Linked DNA regions of Mus musculus: all the other regions are linked to region 1. The links are chromatin contacts, called in public Hi-C and HiChIP or PLAC-seq maps. All regions are on one chromosome and are shown on one strand. Each heading gives the region's core, a stretch centred on a gene start, on an enhancer-like site or on the middle of the called end of the contact. The rest is flanking DNA. Distances are from core to core; before and after follow the strand shown. Region 1 holds the start of Secisbp2 (SECIS binding protein 2). Region 2 overlaps Sema4d (sema domain, immunoglobulin domain (Ig), transmembrane domain (TM) and short cytoplasmic domain, (semaphorin) 4D). Region 3 overlaps Sema4d (sema domain, immunoglobulin domain (Ig), transmembrane domain (TM) and short cytoplasmic domain, (semaphorin) 4D).

Region 1 (3,511 bases), core at 508-3,007:
CCCGTTGAATGAGGAAGCTTTGGGTGGACTCTCTGAGTTTAATCTTTTAAGCCCCCACCCCCCCCCCTCACCCCCCAGAGATCTGGTTTGACTAGAACAACCCTTTCTTAGCTAAGTGTGTATGGCATCAATTTATTTATTTGGATGTGAATTAGCCTGAGATCCAGCAGCTGACTTGAATTAGCTGTTCTTTTTTCAAAGAGATTACATTTCTCTTCACTGAAAATGATTTTGCAGGTAGAAATTATTTTCCAGAGTCGGTCAAAGGATAAAATGGTAGAACAATGCTATTATACGAGTTTGTCCGCATTTACTATTTATTACACCGACAATTCATTTTGAATACTTCAAATAGTGACATGGAACTTAATATTTTCTTTCCACAGAACCGCATATTCTTCTCTTTAGACGACCTCTTCCAAAAGAACAACAAAAATGAAGTGCAGCTGGGATCATCTAATCTTTTTCAAATTTAATGTATATGTGTATATAAGGTAGTATTCAGTGAATACTTGAAAAGTGTACAAACCTTTCATCCATACCTGTGCATGCGCTGTATTCTTCACAGCAACAGAGCTCAGTCAAATGCAACTGCAAGTAGGGTTGTTTTAAGTTGTTCAAGATAGTTTCTTGTAGTTTTTTCTTAATATAAATGCCTGTTTTATTTTACCTGTTTTGTTAAATAAAGTTTGTATATTGCATTTATATCACCATTGTTGAAATTAATTTGACTTGATTATTTTTACCCCTGGGGAAAATAAACATACTTGAAAAAGAAATATAAGAAAATAAACATACTTGAAAAAGAAATATTAAGCTCCAAATGAGGATATTACAGCTTTATTGCCAGTTTACTTCCTAAATAACTTTGGATTCTGCAAGTGAACAGAAAAACCCACCGCTTGATAGTGTCCACAAGTCTACAAAAAGTCTAGTGGTTTCAGAGAAAAGTATCTTAAAAGTTCAGGTGCCACATTCGTGCATCTTGTGTGAACCAAGAAATTAAGCACACATCAGTGGATAGCCATAAAAAAAAGTATGAGTGGCCAGAAACAAGACTGTAGTTAGACATTAGCAGGGGTGATTTCTCATTGAACACAGTAAACACTACAGAGCCACAGCCTTCCATGTGTGGGATACACTAGACCTAACAGGGCTACTGACCATGAACTGGCACTGGTGTCTTGCTTGAAAAAAAGGGCTGGTGTTTAATTCTAACCCTACAGACTGACTCCAAGGCCTGTTTGCCAAATGCCCCCACATTGCAGGCGACCTTTTTCTGTCCTTCGACCTGTTTCTGTGCTCTTGGTTTCATTTTGGAGTTGTGTTTTGCGAGAGCTTCCTGTTGTCCAGGCCCCAGCAGAAGTCTCACATAGCTAAACATTTGACTCCTCTTAGTTCCAAGGTTCTTCATCTGCCTGCAGGCACCCGCCATGACATCCTACTAGAAACTCCACAGGAGCAGATGCTCCTGGAAGCTCACCACTGAGCAGGTCTGCCGGCCTCACTCTTACTAGGAGTCTCCCTCCTGCACTGCATCAGTGCGGGCGCCCAGAGCCTGGCCTCCCCTAGTGTCACATCACCAAGCCCGCCCCACGTAAGAGCTCAGCCGCGCCCTTCCTGGCCCACCACAAGCCACCCCCTAGAGCTGTCGCTGCCCCAGTCTTCCACGTGCGGCTCCGGAGGCCCGGGACGCCGAGCACTTCCGGCAGGGAAGGCCTCCGTCGCGCCTCGGTGACGTACGTCCTGGCGCCGCCGCGCAGGAAGGCGGAAACGCTGAGTCGTTGGTTAGGCGCGCCGCTAGCTTCACGGCGCGGGCTCTTCCGTGGCCGCCATGGCGTCGGAGCGGCCGCGGGAGCCGGACGGCGAGGTAAGGGGCGGGCTGCGGGTCTAGGCACACGCGCGGGGCCGCCGGGCCTGAGGTTCGGGGATGGGGGGCTTGACCACCCTCTCACGGTTCGGCCAGCGAAATGATAACACATAGGCTACCTACGGCCTCGGGCACCTCGCACCCGCGTCCGCGCCTGCCATGACCGCTAGATGGCGCGCCGGCCGTCCCAGAAATCCACTCTAAATTGGCCAAACGCGGTGATAAAAGTTGTCAGAATAACCCATACTCTGCGTTCCAAGGGCTCATGGCTGTGGGATGATTTTTCTCTCAGAGGTTCCGTGTGGTTTACTAACTACAGATGAAATATGTGGTGATTTTTGTTGAGAAGTTAGATGGCAATAAATGTCAGCGGTGTGTTTTACATAATAACTTTGAGCGTCCTTTGGGTATAGTTTAGCGACACTAGGTACAGGGTTCTTATATATCTCATGTATAAAGATGGAAGAGGTAAAAATAACTATCTTCAAGTTTAAATCCTCAGAAGCATTCCGAGTTGTGGTTCTTGTTATATAACAAGGTTGGGGTTTCCTTCGACTTTAATTCATTGTCCTTTTTTCACATGTAAGGTCCAGTAACCTTTTTTTTTTTTTTAATAATAAAAACATCAGGGAGATATTGTTGCCAAACACATTTTTGTCTTTGCACTGCACCTTTGTAATCACCAATGGGCCTATCAGAATGGCGCACCTTTCTTGTGGTTTGTATTTGATGGCATTTGGCGAATCTCAGGAGCGTTAAAGCCCATCCCCACCCTCTCATCCTCAGGATAGCATCAAGTTGTCAGCTGATGTCAAACCATTCGTCCCTAAGTTTGCTGGGCTCAACGTGGCGTGGTCAGAGTCCTCAGAGACACGTGTCTTCCCAGGCTGTGCGGCCACCTACTATCCATTTGTACAGGAACCACCAGCAGCTGAGTATGTATTTTCTCGATGCCTTGCCTCATGCAGAGGGTTTCTCTCCCAGAGGTAGTGATTAGAGCCTCACACACTGAAACATACATAACATCTTACAGGACGGCTTGCAGGTGAGGAAAGGAGGCTCTTCAACCAGCAAAGATTGGGCTCTGTAGCCTGACTAAATTCTGTGCAAAAACTTCATCCAGGAAGGGACCGACACTACGGAACTTAGAAAGTACAGTTGCAGGGTCATTTGTTTACAGTTGATACTGGTTCACGCGTGTAGGGACTGAGGATGCTGCTTTGCCATTTGTCAGGCCCTGGGCTTGATCTTCAGAGCTACCAAAGCAAGACAGAACCAAACAAATTCACATTTGTATTGGGAAAAGAAACGGCAAGAAGGAAGGGTAAATGGGAAAAGGACAGATGGATGAAGGATCAGATAGATAACATGCCAGGCTGGACAACTTAGCGAGACCCTGTCTCCAGTGACAGAGCTCCGTGGTGCAGCTCTTTCTGTCAAACACAAGGCCTCAGGGTCAATCCCCAGTCTACTGAATAATTACCAAGGTGCCCATCTTTTACGGCTCCTGGCCTCCGTGGTGTGCAGGATCCTCTTTGTACTCTGGCCTTCTGGGCAGCATAGTGCAGGATGTGAGGGGCTGAAAGGGCAGGACTGGAGGAAGACTGTGCAGGCTGTAGTGCAACTCCTCAGCCAAGGGAA
Region 2 (3,511 bases), core at 282-2,781, 110 kb after region 1:
GGTGCTCCATGCTTTTTCAAGCACACAGAAACCCAGGGCAAATTCCTTTCTAAAAATTAGACACACTGAGATTTCGAGAACAGTTAGCGATAGGACTAAGCTGTGCTAGTGTAAGCCCTCTGTCCTGTTTTCAAATGCTTCACTGTGCTGTGTTCTTTCTCCTTGTTGATTTCAGGGAACAAACATGCACACAGTGGAACAGCAGATAAGGGCTCGACTATATCCATGATGTGAAAGCAGACGCTTGGACAAGCCTCCGAGCCACAAGCCCAAGTGCTGTGCTAACAGCCGGCCAACCCAACGAATGGGGCTTCCAGACAAGACTCAGACACTTGAGATATGGCGGGAGACAAAAGCCACGTTAAGAAAGCCCACTGAATGCAGGTGTGTTCCTATAAACCTTCAGTCAGAGCCTCTAGGCCCCTGCTGTGGAGGAAGATGTGGGGTTTGACTGGCTGCTCCGCATCCATGATTTGGTCAGCCAGGAAGTGGCAGGCACTTGGGGGACCTGGGATGGGGCAAGCAGTGACAGGAGACTCGAATTGGTAGGGAGGAGGTCACAGACAAAGCTGGAGACACTCCTGAGAAAATGGCTGGGGATGCTGCCTTCACCATATGGAGTTTCCTCCTCACACATGTCAAAAAGAGTACCAATACTCTCCGGGAGCTACTGAGACGGGATGGCATAGCTACTGCCCTTGCAACAGGGCCCATATACAACAGCCTGTTCACCAGTCCAGTCACACTAGTGTAGTGAGTGTCCATGAAGGGCTGGCATGTCATCTCCACAGACTTAAATACTCCATGGTCACACAGTAGCTGGGAGCACTGGAGAGAAGCAAGGAAGCTCTCTCGGGAGGGAGACAGGCTACCTTCAGAGACGCAGTGCATGCTCCTGAAATCCCAGGGGATTTTTTTAGGTGGAGCAGTATAAGGGTAGATAACTCATGCCAGGACTCAACCCCAGCTCCCTCCTGTCTTGCCCGGAAGCTGGTGCTGACTCAGGTGTTTTGATGGTAAATTTCCCTTGTCAACAGATGGGATTTAGAGTCCTACGGAAGCACGCACTGGTGGGTATGTCTGTGAGGATGTTTCCAGAGAGGTTCAACTGAGGCTGAAAGACCAGCCCTGAGTATGGGTTGTTCTATCCTGTGGGGTGGGGTTCCCGGCTGAATAAAGAGAAGGCCAGCTGAAGTGCAACATTGTTTCCCTCGGCTTCTGCACTGCAGATGTGGCCAGATCCGAGGTCTCAAGCTCCTGCTGTCCACCTGCCCCTGCAGGCTTTGTCCTAAACTGAGCCAGAATGAACCCTTCCCTCCTTCCTTAAGTTGCTGTTGTTGGGAATTCAACAGAAAAGTGAGCAATTCACCATCTCAATATGCTTTACCCAGAAGCATCTTGCTGGCAGCCATTCTCCCTCCATCCACGCGGAACCTTCAATGCCCCCATCCCTCACCCAGACAGGCTTTTCTAGGTTCTCTAATCGCACCACGGGGCCAGCTATAGACCAGACGGACTGCTGACTCATGGGGCCACCTCCCAAGGAATCTTCCTTGGCAGTGGATTTGGTTACTCACCTAGGGATCAGCACTGTCAGACATGTCGGTATTCAGGACTTGGCTGTGTTCCTGTGGTGTTACCAGGGTCTGAAACAAGAATTGGAAAGGGGGGATGAGCAGAACCCAAGTGAATCAGACACGCACACACTAACATATGCGCATGAGACTCAGGAACAGTACTGCCCAAGAGAGCAGTCTGCTGTCATGTGCGGCACATCAGCACATCTGCCAGGTGAACCACACAGGGCAACTGCCACCAAGAACAGGAAGGTGCTGGCAGTGTCTGCCCCGCCCTGACTTATTTTCTCAGAGCTAGCCAGGAAGCAGAGCAGCAGAGTGTCCCCAGCGCAAACTAGGAGAATCAGCGTGTGTGGAGTGGGGCAGGCTGTGAAAGATAACATTTTGAGGCTGGAGAAATGGCTCAGAGGTTAAGAGCACTGACTACTCTTCCAGAGGTCCTAAGGTCAATTCCCAGCATCCACATGGTGGCTCACAACCATCTGTAATGGCATCCGATGCCCTCTTCTGGTGTGTCTAAAGACAGTGACAGTGTACCCATAAACATTAAATAAATAAGCAAGTAAATAGATAAATACAAAATGGCATTTTAGGTCAAGGAGATGACTCAGTGAGTAAAGGTGCTTCCTCCCTCCCTCCCCACCCGCCCCCCCCCCCCATGACATTCTGAGTTTGATTCCTGGGACCCACAAATGGGAAGAGAAAACTGACTCTCACAAGCTGTCCTCTGACTTCCACATGCATGTTGTGATGCACAAACAAGGAAACATTTAAAAAAGCTTTAAAAAAGAATGACATTTTAGCACATTTCCAATGCATGCCCTGAACTAGAACCACACGTTAAGAAAGGCCAGTGTTAGCACACAGTCAACCATTTTAAGCAGAGGATAGGGAGGGATGAAACCAAGACTACTCGAACTTGTGGGCTTAAAAAAAAAGAAAAAAAATCAAAGCAGGAAAGGTTTTACTATGCAATACACAAAAGACACAGAAACAGCAGGCAGAAAATGCCAGGGCCACCTTTCATAAGGTCTCCTGGAACCTGCACAGCCCCTAACCAGAGCATAAAACTGTAGAGGGCAAATCAGAGATGTTGACAGTTTGGTGTCATTAACTACATGAGGAATAAACAAGGTGTCATTACCACTTCTAGGTGGACAGGGATCACCAGGGCCAGGGATGGGGATGGCCCAGAGACCTCCCAACACAGTCGGGAAGTTCCTGCCATATATCCTGCTACTGAAAGAGTACCTCCCAGATCCCTGTGTTGAAATTTGGCAGCCCTACTGTTCCAGTATTAAGAGGGTGACACTGAATCTCTGTATTCCTGCACTGCCGGTATTTGGAGGTGGGGCTTTTGCAAGGTAATTAGATGAGGTCATGAGGATTTGGCCTCCATGATAACATTAGTAGCTTTAAAGAAGAGGAAGAAACCCATGCCTCGAATGCTCGATCTGTCTCACTGTGTGATGCCCTTGCCATGATACCCAAACATCAAAAGATGCCCAATGGATGCTAGCACCCCACCTCTGGATATCCTAACTTCAAACTGTAAGCCGGATAAAGCACTCTTCTTCGTAAATTACCCAGTTAACACAACAGAAAATGACCAAGACCGCTTCCCACTCAGACACAAAAGATGTGTCAAAGGACATTCTCTGCATCACACCAAAGTCAGGAAAACAGCCTCCAGGACCAGCAGGTGACCAGAGCAAGTGACAGTTTATCCAAATGTCAGTATTCTAGGCAGCTGTAAGGAAGAAGGCAGTCACCCTGTGTGGACGTCGAGCAGCCCAAGAGAGAATTAGGGCTGGACATTGATGGCCAGACTGGGACTTTCTGAAGCTCCAGCTTCAGGAATGCCTGACTGGAGAGCGTGAATGAGTGTCAGGAGACAGTCAGGGAAACAGCCACAGGCTCTCACACCACGGCTT
Region 3 (3,511 bases), core at 555-3,054, 68 kb after region 1:
AGGTGGGAGGGGCAGAGGATACTGGGGAGGCGGGAGGGGCGGAGGATACTGGGGAGGCGGGAGGGGTGGAGGATACTGGGGAGGCGGGAGGGGCGGAGGATACTGGGGAGGTGGGAGGGGCGGAGGATACTGGCAATCACTGTGCTTCCTTATCTGCAATGATGAAACCAGTTGGCAGGAAAATGTCCCCATTCTTAGGAGAAATGCTTCTAAAGGCTATGGGATCCACGGACCGCACTTATCAAGTGTACACACACACACACACACACACACACACACACACACACACACACTAGAATTTTGGTTGTATCCCAGTACACAGTTAGTTTAGCCAGTCAAACCTGTGCAGTGGCCTCTCTCCTCAGACATCTATACAAATATTTAGTTTCTTAATTCTCTCTCTTTTTTTTTTCCTTTTGAGCTTGTAAGCTAGGCTGACCTCATACTCAGGAGCCTTCCCACCATACCTAGCTGCCTAAGAGAATTTCTAATGAGTCTGTTCTATCTAGTTATATCCCCAACTGAGGGGAGTTTGTGTGTGTGTATGTACGTATGGTGTATGTATGGTACATGTATGTGTGTGTATGTATGTATGGTGTATAGGCATGTGGTGAGTGTATTGTGGTCCTGGGGATCAAAACCAAACATCTCTTGCAATCTAGGTAAGCCTCTTGTGATGGTTTGTACATGCTCAGCCCAGGGAGTAGCACTATTAGAAGGTGTGGCCCTGTTGGAGTAGGTGTGTCACTGTGGGTATGGGCTATAAGACCCTCATCCTAGCTGCCTGGAAGCCAGTATTCTGCTAGCAGCCTTCAGATGAAGATGTAGAACTCTCAGCTCTGCCTGCACCAGGCACTGCCTGGCTGCCGCCATGTTCCTACCTTAATGATAATGGACTGAACCTCTGAACCTATAAGCCAGCCCCGATTAAATGTTGTCCTTTGTAAGCCTTGCATTGGTCATGGTGTCTGTTCACAGCAGTACAACCCTAACTAAGACAACTCTAACTGAACTCTTACTGGGAACAAGCTTTAAACTTCAGCTGGCTGAGTTTAGGTGAATGAGGCTCTTCATTTCAGAAGCCTCCCCCACCCGGGATTCCAGTCATCTGCAGCCGGCTGCAGCAGAGCAATGAACTACTCTCCTGCCTCCTGAGCTGCCCTGCCCTGCCCTGCATGGCATCACTCACCCCGTGCTCAGCAGACCAACCTTTCCTTGAACAGGCTAGCTACCTTTCCTTGAACACCTAGCCTCGTGGCCATCAGGTATACAATATAAGGCTTGGGAAGAGCCAAGGTTTTGGCATTTGGTGCAAAATTTGGATCTATGCCCAGCAGAGAAGAGAGGAAACCCATCTATTACGTTTTCATATTTGTTATCGTTTTATTTGTAAAATGTCACCCATGGGCTCATGGGTGTCTCTCCAGGTGGTGGATGTAGAAGTGAGACCTACCGTGAAAGCGGGTTTCTGGGGGTGCGCCTGGGTGTTTACAGGCCAGCATTACTTGTCCACAAGATGCCTTCTGTTTGGCTGAGGTGCCTTCGATAATCTTTTCCCCTTAAGCTACTTATTTTATCAAGTATTTGGTCACAGCAAGGGCTAAGTAAGTAAGTGACCTGTAATATACATCGTATTGGTAAGCTTTCTTGTGCTGTGTGAGCTCAAGGGGGAAAATGGTTCTGGCAGCAGGGTTTCCCCTCCTCCATTTCAGACCCAAGCATGTTTTCCCAGTGTCTTCCAAGGTCCCTGACTCTGTGACAGAGAGAAGAGCAAGCAACCCCAGAGTAAAAACACTGTGCCCTTGAGAAACACTGTGCCCTTGAGAAACACTGTGCCCTTGAGAGCATCTAGGGGGTGAACCATCTGCAGAAGAGCTTACTGTTATTTATCTCACAATACAGTGGCGGGGTGGGGGGGTTGGGGAGTGAGGGTGGGGATGGCGGGGGAGGTCAGCCATGGGATCTCAGCTACAGAGAGATGGCTCCAGCTGACTGCCTCAACTTCCCCAGTCAGTTCTTGATGGATGCCTGATGCTCCCAAGGCAACGGCATCTCTCTGCTGCCGTTTGTTCTTTTATTTAAAAGTCCCACCCAAATGGACATTCTTGCTCTGACTAGAACTCTGCTGGGAACCCCAGCCAGCTTCCTTAATCAGATTGCCCTGATTTCTGCTGGATGTTTTGCACATCCAATTTGATGTTTCAGTATCTAACACCGATCTCTCGGTATTTATTCTTTTTGGAAAGTACAGCTACCTCATGGCTACCATAGATCATCCCATGGACCTCACAGAACCCTCATCAGGAGGAACGGGGCAATTGTTGCTGTCAGAAATCCGACTGTATAGTTCTTAGTCCTTGCAGTTTGCAGAAAGAACAGGAGAGGCTGTGTACTGTCTGGTTTTGCATGTCAACTTGACACAAGCTGGAGTTATCACAGAGAAAGGAGCCTCCCTTGAGGAAATGCCTCCATGAGATCCAGCTGTAAGGCATTTTCTCAGTTAGTGATCAAGGGTGGGAGGGTCCATTGTGGGTGGTGCCATCCCTGGGATGGTAGTCTTGGTTCTATAAGAAAGCAAACTGAGCAAGCCAGGGGAAGCAAGCCAGTAAGCAGCATTCCTTCATGGCCTCTACATCAGCTCCTGCTTCCTGACCTGTTTAAGTTCCAGTCCTGACTTCCCTTGGTGATGAATAGCAATGTGGAAGTGTAAGCTGAGTAAACCCTTTCCTCCCCAGCTTGCTTCTTAGTCATGCATGATGTTTTGTGCAGGAATAGAAAGCCTGACTGAGACAGGCTGGCTCTGCTTTAGTCGCTAGCCAGGCTGGTACGTGAGCACTTCACACAGGGATATGTTGTGGTCTTACCAGGTGGTCACAGGTGGGCTGGAACGCATTGGTCCCACACACATAGAGGGAAGTGCTGCTTAGTGGCTGTAGTACTCGAATGTAGTTTAGGCATTCCGTCTGCAAGGGAAACACCCCATTAACAGGCACCCATCAAAGAACCCTTGTATCCACATGGTAAAGGCCAGTCATTTGCTGCCTTGTTCTCTCCTCTGCTCAGGTTTGGTCTGTCTATGCCCATAGAGGGGGCACACTGCACCATGAGCCAGGCTCTGCAACGGAAACTTTATCTCTGTGGTCCACATGCAGTGCAGGTGCCAGGCATGACTTTAGCTCTATCCCTAAGTAGATGGCCAGCCTGTATCTGGTGACCAAGCAAAGCAAAGACCAAACCAGAGCTGACCTCAAATTGTACTGGGGAGCCCACTACAGATGGCAATGTATTTACCCTTGCTGAACACACACCGTTCATTTTGGGGGCCCATATTGCCAAAACAGACATTGTACAGGCTCCTTCTACCTTCCTGGGGACCCCACCCTATACTCTTGCCACCAGCACAGAACTAGAAATAGCGACTAGCAGGAACTGAGAGAGAGGCTGGACCCAAGAGTACAGCCAGCTGTGTATCCCTGAGGGCCCAGTGGGAAAACAAAGACGGCAATTTGGA

Evidence for each region. A called contact is a pair of places that touch in the nucleus more often than the background predicts. HiChIP or PLAC-seq counts read pairs in DNA pulled down with a chosen protein or histone mark.
Region 2: an H3K4me3 HiChIP or PLAC-seq map of the SCID.adh cell line shows a contact between it and region 1, with 18 read pairs. The contact joins the enhancer-like site here to the promoter of Secisbp2 in region 1. A contact is called at or near these places in 3 of 39 promoter capture datasets (the C10 cell line, hematopoietic stem and progenitor cells and neutrophils), 2 of 15 datasets of contacts at CTCF or cohesin (CD8 T cells and large pre-B cells), 5 of 484 Hi-C or Micro-C datasets (CD8 T cells, embryonic retina, natural killer cells and 1 more), 15 of 115 datasets of contacts at active chromatin or transcription factors (the 230-238 cell line, CD4 T cells, CD8 T cells and 9 more) and 3 of 9 other capture datasets (adipose tissue, liver and pancreatic islet).
Region 3: a Hi-C map of Sertoli cells shows a contact between it and region 1, with 2.3 times the contacts expected there. The contact joins the enhancer-like site here to the promoter of Secisbp2 in region 1. A contact is called at or near these places in 10 of 39 promoter capture datasets (the C10 cell line, the HPC-7 cell line, HPC-7-derived erythroid cells and 6 more), 1 of 15 datasets of contacts at CTCF or cohesin (large pre-B cells), 35 of 484 Hi-C or Micro-C datasets (the 63-12 cell line, B cells, CD8 T cells and 24 more), 7 of 115 datasets of contacts at active chromatin or transcription factors (CD8 T cells, the HPC-7 cell line, bone marrow-derived dendritic cells and 2 more) and 4 of 9 other capture datasets (adipose tissue, embryonic stem cells, liver and 1 more).

Annotation. Positions count from the first base shown.
Region 1 is chr13:51,649,951-51,653,461 of GRCm38.p6, forward strand. Secisbp2 (SECIS binding protein 2) reads left to right here and starts at 1,758. Exons shown (of 17, transcript NM_029279.2): 1 at 1,758-1,870; 2 at 2,657-2,805. The coding sequence starts at 1,835. It overlaps Cks2 (CDC28 protein kinase regulatory subunit 2), which reads left to right. Exons shown (of 3, transcript NM_025415.3): 3 at 387-712. The coding sequence ends at 439.
Region 2 is chr13:51,761,675-51,765,185 of GRCm38.p6, forward strand. It overlaps Sema4d (sema domain, immunoglobulin domain (Ig), transmembrane domain (TM) and short cytoplasmic domain, (semaphorin) 4D), which reads right to left. Exons shown (of 16, transcript NM_013660.5): 2 at 1,578-1,646. Among named protein-coding and RNA genes, the nearest start is that of Sema4d, 30 kb to the right of the region's middle. Within about 2 kb of position 1,532, at least 72 of the 459 cell types and tissues checked have an H3K27ac peak or open chromatin away from gene starts, as enhancers often do. A contact at or near this core is called in CD8 T cells, the SCID.adh cell line, pancreatic cancer cells and 2 more, where this site is marked.
Region 3 is chr13:51,717,642-51,721,152 of GRCm38.p6, forward strand. Sema4d (sema domain, immunoglobulin domain (Ig), transmembrane domain (TM) and short cytoplasmic domain, (semaphorin) 4D) reads right to left here. Exons shown (of 16, transcript NM_013660.5): 6 at 2,865-2,963. Among named protein-coding and RNA genes, the nearest start is that of Secisbp2, 68 kb to the left of the region's middle. Within about 2 kb of position 1,805, at least 4 of the 459 cell types and tissues checked have an H3K27ac peak or open chromatin away from gene starts, as enhancers often do. A contact at or near this core is called in Sertoli cells, where this site is marked.